Regions from separate parts of the Mus musculus genome. Here all the other regions are linked to region 1. Evidence: chromatin contacts called from public ChIA-PET data. All regions are on one chromosome and are shown on one strand. The core of a region is the stretch at or near the end of the contact, and the rest is flanking DNA. Distances in the headings are between cores, read along the strand shown. Region 1 overlaps Gng7 (guanine nucleotide binding protein (G protein), gamma 7). Region 2 overlaps Onecut3 (one cut domain, family member 3). Region 3 holds the start of Rexo1 (REX1, RNA exonuclease 1).

Region 1 (5,142 bases), core at 978-3,477:
ATCCAACTATACATCCACCCATCCACCTGTCTTGCCATCCATCTGTGTGTCTGTGCATCTACCAGTGCATCCACCCATCCATCCATCCATCCACCTACCCACATATCTATTCATCCATTTATCCATCCACCCACCCATCACCCATCCACCCACCCATCATCCATCCATCCACCCACCCATCCATCCATCCACATATCCGTTCTTCCATCCACACTTGCACACATGAACAGAGGCGACCCATTTGTGGAGCACTGATTCTTATTGTTTCTGGACATCGATCTCTACTTTTTCTGAGCTGAGTGAGATCACAAGGAACTCTGACGCCTTCGGTCACCTAGCAACCACACAGGTCCTGAGAACAGACAGGAAGCTTCTCAAAGTGTAGCTCACCTCTGCACTCAATGCCAAGGCAAAGGGAGGATAAAAACCAACCTTCCCCCATCCTGCTGCACGGCAGGATGCAGGATTGGGGACCTGCCCGGGTACAGGAAGCTTCAGCATCTCTGAGGACCACTGGGGTAGCCAACTTGACCTCTGTGTCACTTTAAAAAGTCACAACTCCTGTCTGACCCCGAGCTGCTCTGAGGATTTCCCACTGTGTCCTTCCTTGCTTTAGTGTTTGCAGAAGTTTGGACTTTTTTCTTTTAAATCAGCCAGGTGTGATGGCTAATTCCAGCACTTAGAGAAGCAGAGGCAAGAGGATCACCACAAATTGTAAGCCAGTTAGGAATATATGTGACACCATCTCAAAAAATGTGTGTGTGCGCGCACACACGCGTGCGTGAATGCATGTGTGCACGTGTTTGTGCAAATGTGTATCCATACCTTTTGTGCACACACTCAAGAGTGCATGCATGTTTATATGTGTGAGTATATGTACATGCGTGTGTGTTATTGTATGTGTATAGTTGTGTGTGTGTGCACGTGTACATGTGTGTGCACTTGTGGAAGTTAGAAGATGACTCACAGAAGCACAGCTGCCTTTCCGTCAGGCGCTGACCTCAGGGGCCTGTCCCTGTTTCCACTTCTCACAAAAGTTATTATTTTCCAGGGAGAAATTACGCAGAACCACAGCTATGACCCTGAGTTTGTCTCTCTCCCTCAACTCCTCGCTAAAGATTTTCACCTAAAGAAGCAATGAAGGGGAACCTTATATCCCCGGCTTCAAACAGGAGGGGCTCAGATGGTAGAAGGAGCGAGACCAGTAAAAAGCTAGAAGAAAACCATCAACCACAGTGTCATATGCCTGTCATATGTAAAAATCTCAACAAATCAATAACAAAAATCCTAAGGAAATATATTTACTGAAGTTCTTAGGAAATATGACGAGGCAGTTGGGTATGGCACACGCGCGCGCGAGTGTGCGCACATACACACACACACACACACACACACACACCTGTCATCCCAGCATTCAGGAGGTAGAGGCTGGAGGATTAGAAGCTCAGGTTCATTCATCAGATACTCAGTGACTTTAGTAGCCAGTCTGGGTTACATGACACACTGTTACAAAAAAACTAAAAAATAAAAATAAAACAAAGTCACTTAAAACTAAAGGAAGAAGCAGTGACTTGCTTCTGTGATGACTTTGTTTCTAAGGGCAAAGATGGAGACTGCTCTGAGAGTATTTAGGTTAGCCCACCCACACACCTCCCCCAGACTTAGGTTAGCCCATACACTACCATCCAGACACCCACCACACACACACATGCAGCAAGTGTGGCTGCAGAGTCATGGGGTAGGACCGTATTCCTTGGACTGTGGGGTCTTGTGGGGGTATGTCCCAGCTGGAGGCATACATCTGTTAGGGACCATAGGAAGTTCTCGGTCCCCAACCCCTGACCTGCGTGCTGGCAACTGAACTCAGGTACTCTGCAAGCAAGGCTACTGCTCGCTCAAGCGCTGAGAGGGAGCATTACCAGGAGGGTGACAGGGCACGTGGGCTGCGCGGGTGGACCCCACGTCCGGCTACTGTCACTGTCACTTCTTCCCTTTAAATGTCAGCCACAAGCTGTTAGAGCAAGGGCCCCCAGGCCCAGCATGAAGGGGCTTGGTGCAGCCCCAGGCTCTAGGAGCTGCGGCACGGGGCTACTGTCATTTGGGGAGAGGTGGTGGGTACTGGCTCTGGGGTGCGGGGGCAATGGAGAACAGAATAGGATGGCGGAGCCTTCTCGCTGCCACCGGTGACAAGCACCTGGCAGGAGGCTTCGGTTATGAAATCTGGAAAAGGGCAAATAGGTTCTCGGATGCCCGGAGGTGGAGCCTGAGCCGGGAAAAACCCGGAGTCCCCAGTGACTCAGCAGCGATTCCCATCCGCACCCCAGCCGGGTCAGGTGACCCCCTCCCCCACTCCGCTCTTCCCCGCCAGATCCGGCATCTGGGGCCACGGCGAGGCTTCCCAGTGCTCACGCACCCGGGACCGGACAGCCCCGGAGCGACCTGTTACTCTCCCCCTGCGTGACGCAGTTGCTTAATCCAGCAGCAGCTGGTTTACGTGTCCGAGCAGGTGCACCTGTCCCCACGCTACCTATGGGACAAGGGACACCCGCAGGGCTGGACGCTGCCGCCCCAGGGAGGTTCAGAGACTCAGGGTCCCTGCAGACTGCAGTGGGTCCCTGCAGGGACTCAGCCAGCCCAGGCTCGTAATCTCAGGTGCCACCCTGGGGCAGGGGGTGGGGGCAACCCAGAAGAGTTTCTTTCGTGTGAATTTTTTTGTTTCGGTTTTGGTTTAAGTTTGCAGAGTATAAACTGAACCATTTGTAGGCACACGAGCCAGTGGTATTAAGTACATTCCCAACCTTGTGCAAGCTCCAGTCTTAGAATACCCATCTCCAAAAAAAAAAAAAAAAAAAAAACTTCGTAGCATTCACTCCGCCTCTATCCAGTCCCACAAACCCTGGCAACCACCAATCCACTTTCTGTCTCCAAATTTTCCTGTTCTGGATATTTCCTGTCACAGAGTCTCCCAAGGTCCTGCCACATTGTCCTGTTATCAGAGCATCGCTCCTGTTTATGGCTGCATAATACTGCATGATGCGCACCCTGTGCCTGTGCCCAGGCCTTCCCCACGTTTGCCTGTTGTGAATCTCTGTGTGAGCACACAGGCTGGGTTGAGCCTCCCATGACCCCTACCCTCCCAAGGCCAGGCAGAGAGTCTTGGGATAGACCAAGAGGACCCCTGCACCACTAAGGGAAATGTATCTTATTGAAGTCTGCTGTTATTTTATTACATTTACTATTGTTGTTGTTTTTGTTGTTGATGTTACTTCATGGACCCATGTAGCCCAGGCTATCCATGAGCTCCTGATCCTCCTGCCTGTGTATTTTCATTGCTAAGATCACAAGTATGCATCTGCTCGCCCGGCTCTTACAGAACATGACTAGAAAGAACATGAAGGTAGGGTGATCCCGTGAAGAATTTCTGACCTTGCAGTGTTCCCATGAAGCTTTGGGAGCCTGCCAAGGCCTCCTTAGGACACTATCAGCTTTGGAGACAGCACCGGTGAGCACTTCCCTCTGCCCCACCTGGCCAAGGGCCACATCGGAGTCCAGCTGCCTCTGTAACCTGGGCTGTGTCTGCCCTGTACCTCCCTGTCAGGGGTCAGAACAGAAGGAGACTGGGGCTCAGGCTCGGGGACTAGAGTCTCTCACATATGACTGCTTTGACTCTCAGGTCCTTAGGGTGTGGTGCACAGGGAAGGCATGTATGTCTACCCAAGCTCTCTGAAGACTGAGGGATCAGGACACCCAAGTTCCCAGAGAGCTACAGAGTAAGACTTCACACACCTTTAGTCTCAGCACTCAGGAGGAAGAGTCAGGTGGAACTCTGTGAGTTCCAGGGCAGCCTGGTCTACAGAAGAGAGTTCCAGGATAGACAGGGCTACACAGAGAAACCTTGTCTCAAAAAAGAAAGAAAAGAAAAGAAAAGGAAAGAAAAGGAAAGGAAAGGAAAGGAAAGGAAAGGAAAGGAAAGAGACAAGACAAGACTGTCTCAAAAAGTAAAGAGGGCTGGAGAGATGGCTCAGTGGTTAATTAGTTGTCCTATGTTCAGTTTCTGCAAGCACATGGTGGCTCACAACTATCTAGAAGGGTATCTGATGCCCTCTTCTGCCATGCAGGCATACGTGCAAACAAGAGTCTCATATACATAAATAAATGAGTCTTTAAAAAATATAAAGTAAAAAGAGGGCTGGGGGCATGGTCAGCAGTAGTGGGCTTTCCTACCTAATGCAATGTCCCTATTTATCTCCAGGGCCCTGTAGGAAGTGCCCCTTTCCCTTTCTTTCATTGTTTTGGATTTCAAGGCACTGTGGTTGGAACCCAGAGCCTCCCTCACTGGCAGCAGTCACTATGAAGCCACACTACAGCCCCATCAAACCTTTTCCTGTTTGCACGGGCCAGGCCCCAAGGTAGTTGTGAGATTTGTCTCTCAGGCTTGGTTTCTGTCTGGCTAGGGCTTCCACAAACACCTGCTTCTAAACAGTAAAACTGAAGTCAGGACAGAAACTCAGCCTGTCCCCAATCCTGTGGCCGGTGAGGGAGCCTGAGAGTCCACCTAGCCTAGTCCCCCCCATACAGGGACATCTTGGTCCTCCTGTCACACAGGAACTTGCAGAAGGTGGGGCTCCCCTGACCTGAAGTCTCCCCAAGGGCTCCCCAGACCTCCTGAGCCAATGCATGGCCAGACAGCAGGCTGGGGAGGGATGACAAGGCTGACTTCAGGGGAGAGGAATTCCGCCCAGCCAGCGTCTAGACTGTGGGACTCAGGCTGCAGGGACCCGGCGGGAGCAAGGCCAGGGGTGGCGTGTGCTGCCCCCTGGTGGCCATGTCCACACTCCACCTTTGGATTCAACACAACACAATTAGAGGTCCAAGGCTGTGTGGAACCCAAGGGGAGTATCAAAAGAGAAAAACCTCCACGTATTTCACAATTTAGTGTTGCAAATGAAGAACGATATTTTGGAGCCGTTGCTCCGTATGTGGAGCGCGAGTTTGTCCAGAGTGCAGGAAGCCCTGAGTTCCACCCCCAGCATTGCATAAACCAGGAGTGGCAGGGCACATCCCTGTCATCCCAGCATCCCAGATCCACAGCCAGGAGGATAAGTAGTTCAAGGTCAGCAGGATGCTTAGCCCGGTCTCTGA
Region 2 (5,142 bases), core at 1,154-3,653, 480 kb before region 1:
AGCCAGCCTGGTCTACAAGGTGAGTTCCAGGGCAGCCAGGGCCACACAATGAGACCCTGGTTTCCAAAAAAGGCGGGGTAGCCACAGATCAGGACAGAGGGGTGGTGGAGGAGGCTTGTATGGGACTGGTGTGCACTGAACACTGTGTGTCTTGGTTTTACTGGTGATAGGAGAGGCCTGTAGACTCACCCCAATCCCTAGAACTAGATGACTATGACCCCAGCCCTGCAGCTGTCAAGGCACCTGTGTGAGGCAGCTCCGATGGCACAGAGAAGGCTGATGGGGCCCTGGAGGTGGCCCTGGGAGCCCAGGCTAGAGGAGGTAGACTCCAGGGTGGGGATCGTGCTATGTTTAATAGTGATTTGAGGACACCACGGTTAACAGTGCGGATGGGAGAGAAGAAAGCAAGAGAGCAAGCCAAAATGCAGCAGAAGTGAGGGCGGGGATGGGGTGGGGAGGATGGGTGTGGCGGGCGTTGGGCAGTTGGCTGTCTAGGTGGCAATGGGGGAAGGGAGGGTGGGATTGAGAGAGGACAGTGGAAGGTGAAGGAGGAGACAGGAGGAAGACATGAAGGAGGAGATGGAGGGGAATGAAGGCGCTGGAGGAGGAGGGAGATGGGAGAGGAGATGGAGGAAGAGAAAGAGGAGATGGAAGAGGAGATGGAGGTGAAGACAATAGGGCAGATGTACGGTGCATGGCAGTGCTTGGAAGGAAGGGAGTCTGAAAGAGACAGTGGAGATGATCACTGGAGGTGAGAGAGAAGAACTCAGCCTAGGATGAGGCTATCTCTTAAATGGAGATGGACCCACACCATAGGTCAGCCTGGGCCCTGAAGAAGAGTCTGTGACTGGCCTGGTGCTCCCAGGCTCAGTTTCCTCTGCACTGAAATGGAGAGAGCTTGGCTTGAGTTGACTTAGAGGCTGACAGCTGCTATAAGGGTCCCTGTAGCCTCATCTTCCAGAATCCTTCTCTTGGGCAGCGGGAAATGGGGAGTGGGGGGACCATGGGTTCAGACAGCAGTTCAGCCTGGAGCCAGGGCTGTGTCACTAGACGGAAGACAGGGAGCAGGCAGTGGTTTCATGAACCATCCACCCAAAAGGGACTTTTTGTTTCTTTCCAGACTTATTCTGTGGCTGGCCTCTCCCCTACCCTGGGTTTGGGGTTCCCCTTTAGAGACTCCAAGAAGATCCACCCAGGTCTGGCCTGTCAATGGTTTGTCTCTGGCTGGCCCTCTCTAGACAAATGATTTACTGTCTCTGTGTGAATAAAAGGAATATTTTATCATAAGGACAGAATAACAAATCCATAGAAAGCTCTTGACAAGAAAATCTTGTGTGTTCTGAGAATCTGTATTTCTGTCCCCTTCTAACAGTCTAGTAGTAGACTGCTAGGTGGTACCATAGGTAGATGGGTGGATGGGATGTGTGGATGGATGGGTGGGTGGGTGGATGGATGGGTGGATGGATAGATGAGTGGATGGGTGGGTGGGTGGGTGGGTAGATGGATAGATGAGTGGATGGGTGGGTGGGTGGATGGGTGGGTGGGTGGGTGGGTAGATGGATAGATGAGTGGATGGGTGGGTGGGTGGGTAGATGGATAGATGAGTGGATGGGTGGGTGGATGGATGGGTGGATGGATAGATGAGTGGATGGGTGGGTAGGTAGGTAGGTAGATGGATGGGTGGGTGGATTGTGGGTGGTGGGTGAATGGGTGGATGGGTAGATGGGTGGATAGATAGATAGATGGGTGATTTCTTCTTCTAGTTGGATCCTCATCCCAGGATGAGTATCTGCCACCACACTCCTAAGAACCTCAGGGAAGACCATCTCCCTTTGTTTCTGTTAGTGTCCATCCGCCAGCATGGAGCACCATCTACCTGCCAGCCTTTGCCAAATATAGGTGCATATTTGTAGGGTTTAGGATGGAAGCCAGGGTCTTACCATGCAGGTTGGCTGGGCAACAGTCAATTTTCATTGTCCACTTGAGGCAACCAAGGACTACCAGGGAATGGCGTCTCAGTGAGGGACTGTAGCGTAGGTGGATGTGGGCCTGTCTGTGTGGGATCACCTTTGTGCTCTGTTATTGTTTGAGTCGGGGTCTCTCTATTATGCGGCCCTAGCTATCCTAGAACTCGATCTGTAGACTGGGTTGGTCAACTTAAAGAGATCCACCTGCTTTTGCCTCCCGAATGCTGGGATTAAAGTCATGCACTATCATAACTGGCCAAGGGGTTCTCTGTTGTGTTACCTTGGGTGGGAAGAAGACTGGTACATTGTCCCTGGATTTGGGTCCTGAACTGTGTGAATAGAGAAGGCATGGGAGGGGGCTGTGTAGACAGCTCAGTAGTTAAGGGCAGCCACAGCTCCCAGCAACTGCAGCTCACAGCCACCTGTGACTCCAGCTCCTGTGATCTGCCTCCCCCTTCTGGCCTGAGAAAGTACTGCACGTACACACGCAAGACACTGCCCCACTCTCAACTAAAAACAAAACTAAAATGTAAAAAGAAAGAGTGGGGAAAAGTCAGCTGAGTTCAAGCAAGAGTGCAAGCTGGGTAGTCACAAGCAAGCTTGCGAGCCGAGTTGTCATGAACCCTTTCCCCCTAGCTCTCTTCACCTCGGTATTTTATTCCAGCAACCAAAACGGGTCCCGCTGCCGCCCGTGCCTCAGATCCCAGTCTGTGTGTTCACACGTGCACGGGTGACGTCAGAGGTTCTCAATTCCTCTCACACTATTTGTTTGGAAATTTGTTTAGTTTTACTTTATGCATTTGAATGTTGTGGCTGCATGTCTGTCTGTGCACCACGTGGCAACCTCAGAGGTCAGAGAGGACGTGGGATCCCCTTGAAGCTCGACTTACAGATGACTGTGAGGCCCCTGGTGGGTGCTGGGAACAAACCTGGATCCTCTGTGCTCACAGACAGTGCTGTAACCGCTGAGCTGAGTGTCCCTCTTGCCCTGATCCACCTTTTTCTTTTTTTTCTTTTTTTTTTTCCTTTGAGTAGAGTCTCTCAGGAGACCTGCGTCTCACCGATTAGGGCCAGGCAGGGTTGTCTTGGGATCTGCCTGTCTCCCAGTCCTCAGCGCTAGGATTTCAGAAGCTCACCTCAACAGCAGACTCTCGTGGGTTTGGAGGATTCAAACTCGGGCCCTCCTGCTTATCTGAGGTCTTTACTGACAGCTTTCTCCCAGCCTTTGTGACATCCTTCATCTCTAAACCCCACCCGCCCCCAACCAGCTTGCCCATCTGCTGAGAGATCCACCTTTTGCCATGGGATGCTCGTGGTTTGGCCATGCGTGTCGAATCCATGACGCAGCCACAGAGACTGTAAGGATTCCATTTCCTCTTTTGTGCAACTCTGCAGATCCTTAAGCCACTCGAGCAATTTCACTGCCCAAGCGGGAGGCAAAACCAACTCATTGAGGCTTGTGTAAGGGAGGCATTCATGAGGCAGTGAGCTCTCAGGACTTACCCTGGAGCTTTCCGTTCCAGGCTGGTACCGCAGCAGTTCCAGAGGGAACCCTCTCCTACAGAGCAACTCCCAGGTTCTCTTCTGTTCTGGCATTTTTCACTTATCCTACACTTAATGTAAGCCCTGAAGGGGGATGGGGGAAAGAGAGAGACAGAAAGAGAGACAGAGACAGACAGAGACCGAGAGAGAGATACAGAGAGACAGTGACAGAGAGACAGAAACAGAGAGACTGAGACAGAGAGACAGAGACCAAGAGAGAGAGAGAGACAGAGACACAGAGAGAGACTAAGAGAGAGAGAGACAGAGAGAGAAAGAGAGAGAGAGAGAGGAAGGAAGGAAGGAAGGAAGGAAGGAAGGAAGGAAGGAAGGAAGGAAGAGAGATCTGTGAAATATCATCCACTCTTGCAGTCCTTGGCTCTCTGTGTTTGTTTGTTTGTTTGTTTTCTTTTTCTTTTTTTTTTTTTTTTTTTGGTTTTTCGAGACAGGGTTTCTCTGTATAGCCAACTCTGCCTCCCTAGTGCTGGGATTAAAGGCGTGCGCCACCAGGCCCGGCTGTGTTTGTTTGTTTAAACAGGCTCTCTATGCAGCCCTGGCTGGCCTGAAACTTGCTATGTATACCAGGCTGGGATTGAACTCACAGAGATCCCCTGTCTCTGTGCTAGAATGAAAGGTGTGACCACTACACATCACTCCCACTGTACCTTCATCCCAGTTTTGTGCTTAATATCAAGATAGTTGGCGAAATATTCTGGTGGAATATACATTTTCCTTGTTTCTTCCTTCCTTTCTTTCTTCCTTCCTTTCTTTCTTTCTTTCTTTCTTTCTTTCTTTCTTTCTTTCTTTCTTTTATTTTATTTGTTTGTTTAATGTATGTGAGTACACTGTCATTCTCTTCAGACACACCAGAAGAGGGCATCAGACCCCATTACAGATGGTTGTGAGCCACCATGAGGTTGCTGGGAATTGAACTCAGGACCTTCGGAAGAGCAGTCAGTGCTCTTACCCGCTGAGCCATCTCTCTAGGCCCCTGTTTCTTTTTTAATTAATTAATTTATTTGGTTTTGTTTGTTTGCTTGAGCAGCAGCCCTGGCTGTCCTGGAACTCACACTATAGACCAGGAACTCAGATCCCTCTGCCTCTGCCTCCCAAGGGCTGGGACTAGAGACATGCACCACTCCCACCCGGCTATTTTACTTTTGATTACGTATATGAGTGTGTCTCTGTACATACCAGTTCCCACAAAGGCTAGAAGAGAGCATAGAGTCCTGTGAGCTGCAGTTACAGGTTAGCTGCCCAGTCTTCTGGGACCTAGACGTTGGTTCCTTGCACCGGCAGCAAATGTTCCTAAGTACGGAGCCGCCTCCAGCCCCATCTGCCCTTGGAGTTTTTGTTTTCTGGTTTCTGACCCCCTGAAAGCTTCTCTGGATCTTTCCCATGGCATCTGCCTTTCCTTTTTGGAAGCTTTAGGAAATTTTTATTTATTCTCAGGGTTCTGAAACGTCACAAAGACGTGTCTGCCCATTTCCATTCATCCACATGAAACCCATGTGCTTCAGTCCTGATTCTTCCTTCCTTCCCTATCACTGTGATAAAATACTTCAAGAAAAGCCAACTCAAGGGAACAAGGGTTTGCTTGGCTAATAGTTCCAGGTTCATTGCTTTGGGGAAGAGG
Region 3 (5,142 bases), core at 1,062-3,561, 420 kb before region 1:
GGTACACAGAGACCCTGTCTCAAAAAACAAAACAAAATCCCACAAAACAACAAAAGGGTGAAAGAGATGGCTCAGGGGTTAAGAGCACTGGTTGCTTTTGCCACGGTCAGAACTCCATCCGTAACACTAATGGCTGAAGGCATACAACTACTTGGAAATTCAGACCTAGGAATCCAATGTCCCCCTCTGGCCTCTGCAGACACACCGAGTTGGACACCCATACAGGCATAAGTCTATAGGAAACGAAAGGCACTGCATGTCACCAAGCTGGGCACTGCAGCCTGAGAGGTCGCCTATGCCAGGCACTCAGGGCCCACCCTGCAGTGAAATCTGCCAAGCTATGCCCCTCCTCTTCCCAAGCACCTGGGCTGAGTCCCCGGCTGACCCGGCAAGGACAATGGCGGCCAGGTGTGGAGCCTGACCACCACACACAGAGTTGTCAAAGGGCCACTTGCAGTGCAGGTGTCCTAGGCCAATGTATGTGTGAGGATGGGGACCCAACAACAAGAGATGTGGCAGGTCATGCCTGGCCCTCAAACTCTCAGAGGGCAGAGGCAGGAAGATCACCTCAAGTTCGAGGCCAGCCTGGGCTACACAGTGAACCTATCTATCCATTTAAATGCTCGATATATATATATATGTATATATATATATACACACACACACACACATATATATATACCATTATTTAAATAAAAGACAACAGCTTGAGAGAGAGTGGTCTAAAATAAACCTGGGACCTGGGGGTGGAGTCAGTGGTGAAGTTCACCAAGCCATTTCTAAGGAACAGAGGCCACCAGAGGGGACTAAACGGTACTCTAGTCAACAATGCCCTGTCTCTCTTTTAGAGATGACCACATATGTAACCCAGGCTGGCCTTAAACTCAAAGAGATTCACCTGCCTCTACCTCCTAAATGCTGAAATTAAAGGCATGCACCACCATACCTGGGTGCCATGCCACTTTTTAAAGGTTTTTGTTTTTAATTTCATCCACATGAGAGTTTGCCTGGGTGATTGCATTTGCACCACACATGGCTGGTGCCTTGGAACTGGGTTTACAAACCAGCCATGTGGCTGCTGGTAACCCAATCCAGGGCCTCTGCAACAGTAGCAAGCGTGGCCCCCACCCCTCAGACAGGGACTCACTGGCTATGGATTTCTGGAACAAGGCTTCCTATATAGACCAGGCTGGACTCAAACTCAGAGGTCCACCCGGCAATGCCTCTAGAGAAACGGGACTAAAAGTGTGCACGCAGCAGGCCCAGCCCAAAACAGAAAGTGCTCTTAAATCGGAGCCATCTCTCTAGGCTCTCCAATGTCTTCTTTAAATGCAATTGGAATCCTAAGGGTCCGGTTAGGGCCATCCCAGAACCTAGGAGGTTGCAGCTTCAGGGTCCTGGGTCCAAAACTAGCCTGGCCTACAACAGTAAAAACAAACAAAAGACAAATAACAAAACCTTAATGTCTTTTCTCTAATACAATACTTCCTACACACTGCCTGATCCCTGAGGCCTTCTTCAAAATGTCATCACACTAATTGCGACATGCTCCCTGCCAAGCTCAAAGTCCACACCCGTTCAAGGCAAGGGGGTTTTCCGCTCGACAAACAGCAGGTGCCCCTATGGCCTTGTGCATCCAACTACTGGAGACAGTGGGGGGGGGGGGGGGACTCATCCCAGGAAACTGTCGCGTTCGTAAACAAGGTATGCCACAAGCGCACAGGGTGGCGTGCGTGGTGACGGGAGGGAATGATATATCGTTCGGAACAAGGTGGACAGAATAAGAACCGGAGGAGTTGCACCAAGTCCCCTAGCTTGGGGACGGGGATGCACGGTCTCTCGCTCCGTCGTGACCGTCTTTATGCTTTAATGACCAGAGAGGTCTAGACATTTGCACAGCATCGCGATGGCAGCTAGGAGAGGGACAGCAATCTGACAGTGCGCGGTCTGGCTGAGCAAGGGAAACATGTAGCACGGGCGGGCTGTGGGACCCAGGGCGGTCCTATGGGCTTTACCTGATGCAGGAGATGCTGCGCCGCCGCTACCGGGAGCGCCGGGACCCCGAGCTCCGCGGTGCCGGAAGTGGCAGTAGGGCCGCCGGCAAGGCCCCCCGGGAGCTCCCGCCCAGTATGGGCAGTCGATGGAGCGGAAGAAGCCGGTAGAACGTAGCATGGTCCGTTCCGCAGCGGGGCCCCGGCCCGGAGATACCCGGGACCCCGGGACCCCTCCTCACACTCGCCCCGGAGGCTTCCGCTCGCGCTTTTCGGACCCCGCCGACGCCGCCATCTTGCCCCGAGGCCCCCAGAGGCCCCCGGGACGCTGTCGCTAGGGACGCCGGGAAGGGCTGACTGAAGTGCGCCTGCTTACAATGTCGTCTCCCGCGGAACTGTAGCCGTCGGAAGACCCGAAGCTTAGGACAAGAGAAGCTTTAAAGAACGCGTGATTATATGCTTCTGGTCCTGAGAACCTTCCGGCACCGGACTTTCGCGGGTGCAGCTTCGCAATCTTGAGCCTCAAGCCCCTGAGAAGCCTGGGCTGTCCAGAGTGCGCCTGGCTGGAAATGCACCGCGAGTCTCCGCTGTAATCTTTGGCTATATAAGGCCGTCGTGCGCCCCCCGGAGGACGAGGAGAGCTTCACGGCCAGGGTTTTTGTTTGATTTAGGATTTACTTTCTAATTCTATGTATGTGCAACATGAGTGTTTCTGATTCTCGCTGAAGTCAGAAAAGGGCTTTGGATACCCAGAAATTGGAGCTACTCATGGTTATGAACGGTCATGTGAGTACTGGGAACCGAACCCAAGTCTCCAATTGCTGTAAGTGCTCTTCACCACTGAGCCAACTCTCTAGCCAGGGTCTTAATTGGCTGAGGTGCCTATCCTGAGAAACCTACCTAATTGATGCTCAAATAGTCACCTAACCACGAGGGGTATCAGTGGGGCATTTCTTTTTTCTTTTTGCCGTGCCTAGATACATACACTAGACAAGGGCACTCCAACTAAGCTACACTCTGGAAATATATTTGATTTTTTTTTTTTTGTTTTTTTGTTTTTTTGTTTTTGCTTTGTTCTGGGGTGTTTGGAGGGAGGCGACACTGTGCACCCGCATGCAGAGGTTAGAGGAGCATACAGCTTCCCACCCCTTTGTTTAGTCTTCCATTTTCTTTCCTTTAAGACAGGCTTCTTCACTGAAGTACTTCAGCTGGGCAGGCTGGCTAGCAAGCTCCCAGCATCTGCTTGCCTCCACCCCAAAGCCTAGGGTGGCACTCACCTGGTCATACCCAGCTTTAAATGGGTGCTGGGGATTAGAACTCAGGTCCTGAGACCTGTGCACAGCTTTCTAACCCACTGAGCCCTCTCCCCAACCGCTTTTCTGTTTTGCTTTTGATTGAGGTAAGGTCTCATGTAACACAGACTGGATGGACTTGCCCATTACACAGTGCTGGAGATGAAACGCAAAGCCTTGTGCTTGCTAGACAGTTACTCCAGTCACTGAGCAACATCCCCAGAACCCCTCTTTCTGTTTGTCTGGACAGGGTCTGGCACTGTAGCCTAGACTGATCTTGGACTTCTGACAGTTTTCCTAAATGCTAAGATTACAGGCCTGAGTCACCATGGCCGCCTGCTTTTTAAATTTTTAATCAATTTATTTGGTGTTTATTTTAAAAGATTCTCCTTCTGCACTCCAGGCTCATCTCATTTTCAAATCTATAAAATCCATCTGCCTCAGCCTCTGGGATCCTAGGATTACAGACTTGAGCCAACACATGCAATTTTGGAAGGGTATTCTACCAGCATTTAACAATTCTCACAGAGAGAAGTCACCTGGATAAGCACTGGTGCATGACGAACATATGACATAGGCCCTGGGTTATTACACAGCCTCAAAAGCAATTCTGGTGGTGTACACCTATAGTCTCAGTCCAGTGGAGGTCGAGGTGGGAGCACACCTGTAATCTCAGTACAGTGGAGACAGAGGTGGGAACACACCTATAGTCTCAGTACAGTGGAGACAGAGGTGGGAACACACCTATAGTCTCAGTACAGTGGAAATAGAGGTGAGAGATTGACTCAGATCATTCTCAGTTACACAGAGAACTCAGGGCCAACCTGGGTTACCTGGAAACTGGTATTTTAAAATAAATAAAAGCTGGTTTTGTTTTGTTTTTCTGGGGTTTTTTTTGTTTGTTTGTTTTGTTTTGTTTTTTCAAGACAGGGTTTCTCTGTATCACCCTGGCTGTCCTGGAACTCACTCTAGACCAGGCTGGCCTCGAACTCAGAAACCTGCCTGCCTCTGCCTCCCAAGTGCTGGGATTAAAGGCGTGTGCTACCACACCTGGCTTGTTTGTTTTTCTGAGACACAGTTTCTCTGTGTGGCCCTAGATATCCTGGAACTCACTCTGTAGACCAGGCTGGCCTAAACCTCACAAAGACCTGCCTGCCTCTGCCTCTTGTGTGACAGGACTGTAGTCGTGCCACACCACCACCCACCAATAAAGATGTTTTTCAACATCTCTGGACTCCCTCAGCTTCCCACTCCCCAGGACATTGTTGGAATCACTGGAGCCAGAGCGTCAGATTGGGAGCTATGGAGATGGATGGTGGAAGCTGAAGCATAGCCTTCGAATGAGCTTCATGGTGCTGAGCTATACATGGAAATGAGGTTTAAGTGCACTTTCATATTCTGTGTGCCTTTATACAACTATTATCAACAACTGAAGGGGGCGGTGACAGGGCAGCTGTAATTTGGGGTCCAAAAGCAGGAGCTGTAGGTGACCCCAAGGCAGGGTCCCTCTATAGAAATACAGTCAGCCTAGCAGCAGGGCACCAAGATCAGCAAGAGGTGTTCCAGATGTGGCCTTTTCCCAACAAAGTTATTTGGCAAAGAGCCTGAAACAGTACAGAGATTGCTTCTCACGCACGGTAGAAGAGCAAAGGGAGCCGACCCAGGCATGGTTACTTCTCAGTACTGTCACATATAACTCAGCCTCTGCGAATATAGTTATCAGGATAATGTATGTCTCATCTCCGACCTCTGTCAGACCAGAGGTCCAGAGCTGGTGTCCCGGCAAGACAACCTGCAGCACAGCACCTGTCTGCTCACTCACCCGGGAGTTCGAAAGAAAGATCCAAATCTTTCTGCAT

What was found. ChIA-PET counts read pairs in DNA pulled down with a chosen protein or histone mark.
Region 2: an RNA polymerase II ChIA-PET map of memory CD8 T cells shows a contact between it and region 1, with 9 read pairs. The contact joins two enhancer-like sites.
Region 3: an RNA polymerase II ChIA-PET map of memory CD8 T cells shows a contact between it and region 1, with 25 read pairs. The contact joins the promoter of Rexo1 here to the enhancer-like site in region 1. A contact is called at or near these places in 4 of 484 Hi-C or Micro-C datasets (the N1E-115 cell line, cortical neurons and embryonic stem cells) and 2 of 115 datasets of contacts at active chromatin or transcription factors (effector CD8 T cells and memory CD8 T cells).

Annotation. Positions count from the first base shown.
Region 1 is chr10:80,983,469-80,988,610 of GRCm38.p6, forward strand. The region is part of intron 2 of Gng7 (guanine nucleotide binding protein (G protein), gamma 7); the gene reads right to left. Among named protein-coding and RNA genes, the nearest start is that of Gng7, 29 kb to the right of the region's middle. Within about 2 kb of position 2,228, at least 102 of the 459 cell types and tissues checked have an H3K27ac peak or open chromatin away from gene starts, as enhancers often do. A contact at or near this core is called in embryonic stem cells and memory CD8 T cells, where this site is marked.
Region 2 is chr10:80,507,133-80,512,274 of GRCm38.p6, forward strand. The region is part of intron 1 of Onecut3 (one cut domain, family member 3); the gene reads left to right. Among named protein-coding and RNA genes, the nearest start is that of Onecut3, 15 kb to the left of the region's middle. Within about 2 kb of position 2,404, at least 65 of the 459 cell types and tissues checked have an H3K27ac peak or open chromatin away from gene starts, as enhancers often do. A contact at or near this core is called in memory CD8 T cells, where this site is marked.
Region 3 is chr10:80,559,249-80,564,390 of GRCm38.p6, forward strand. Rexo1 (REX1, RNA exonuclease 1) reads right to left here and starts at 2,312. Exons shown (of 15, transcript NM_025852.3): 1 at 2,016-2,312. The coding sequence starts at 2,172.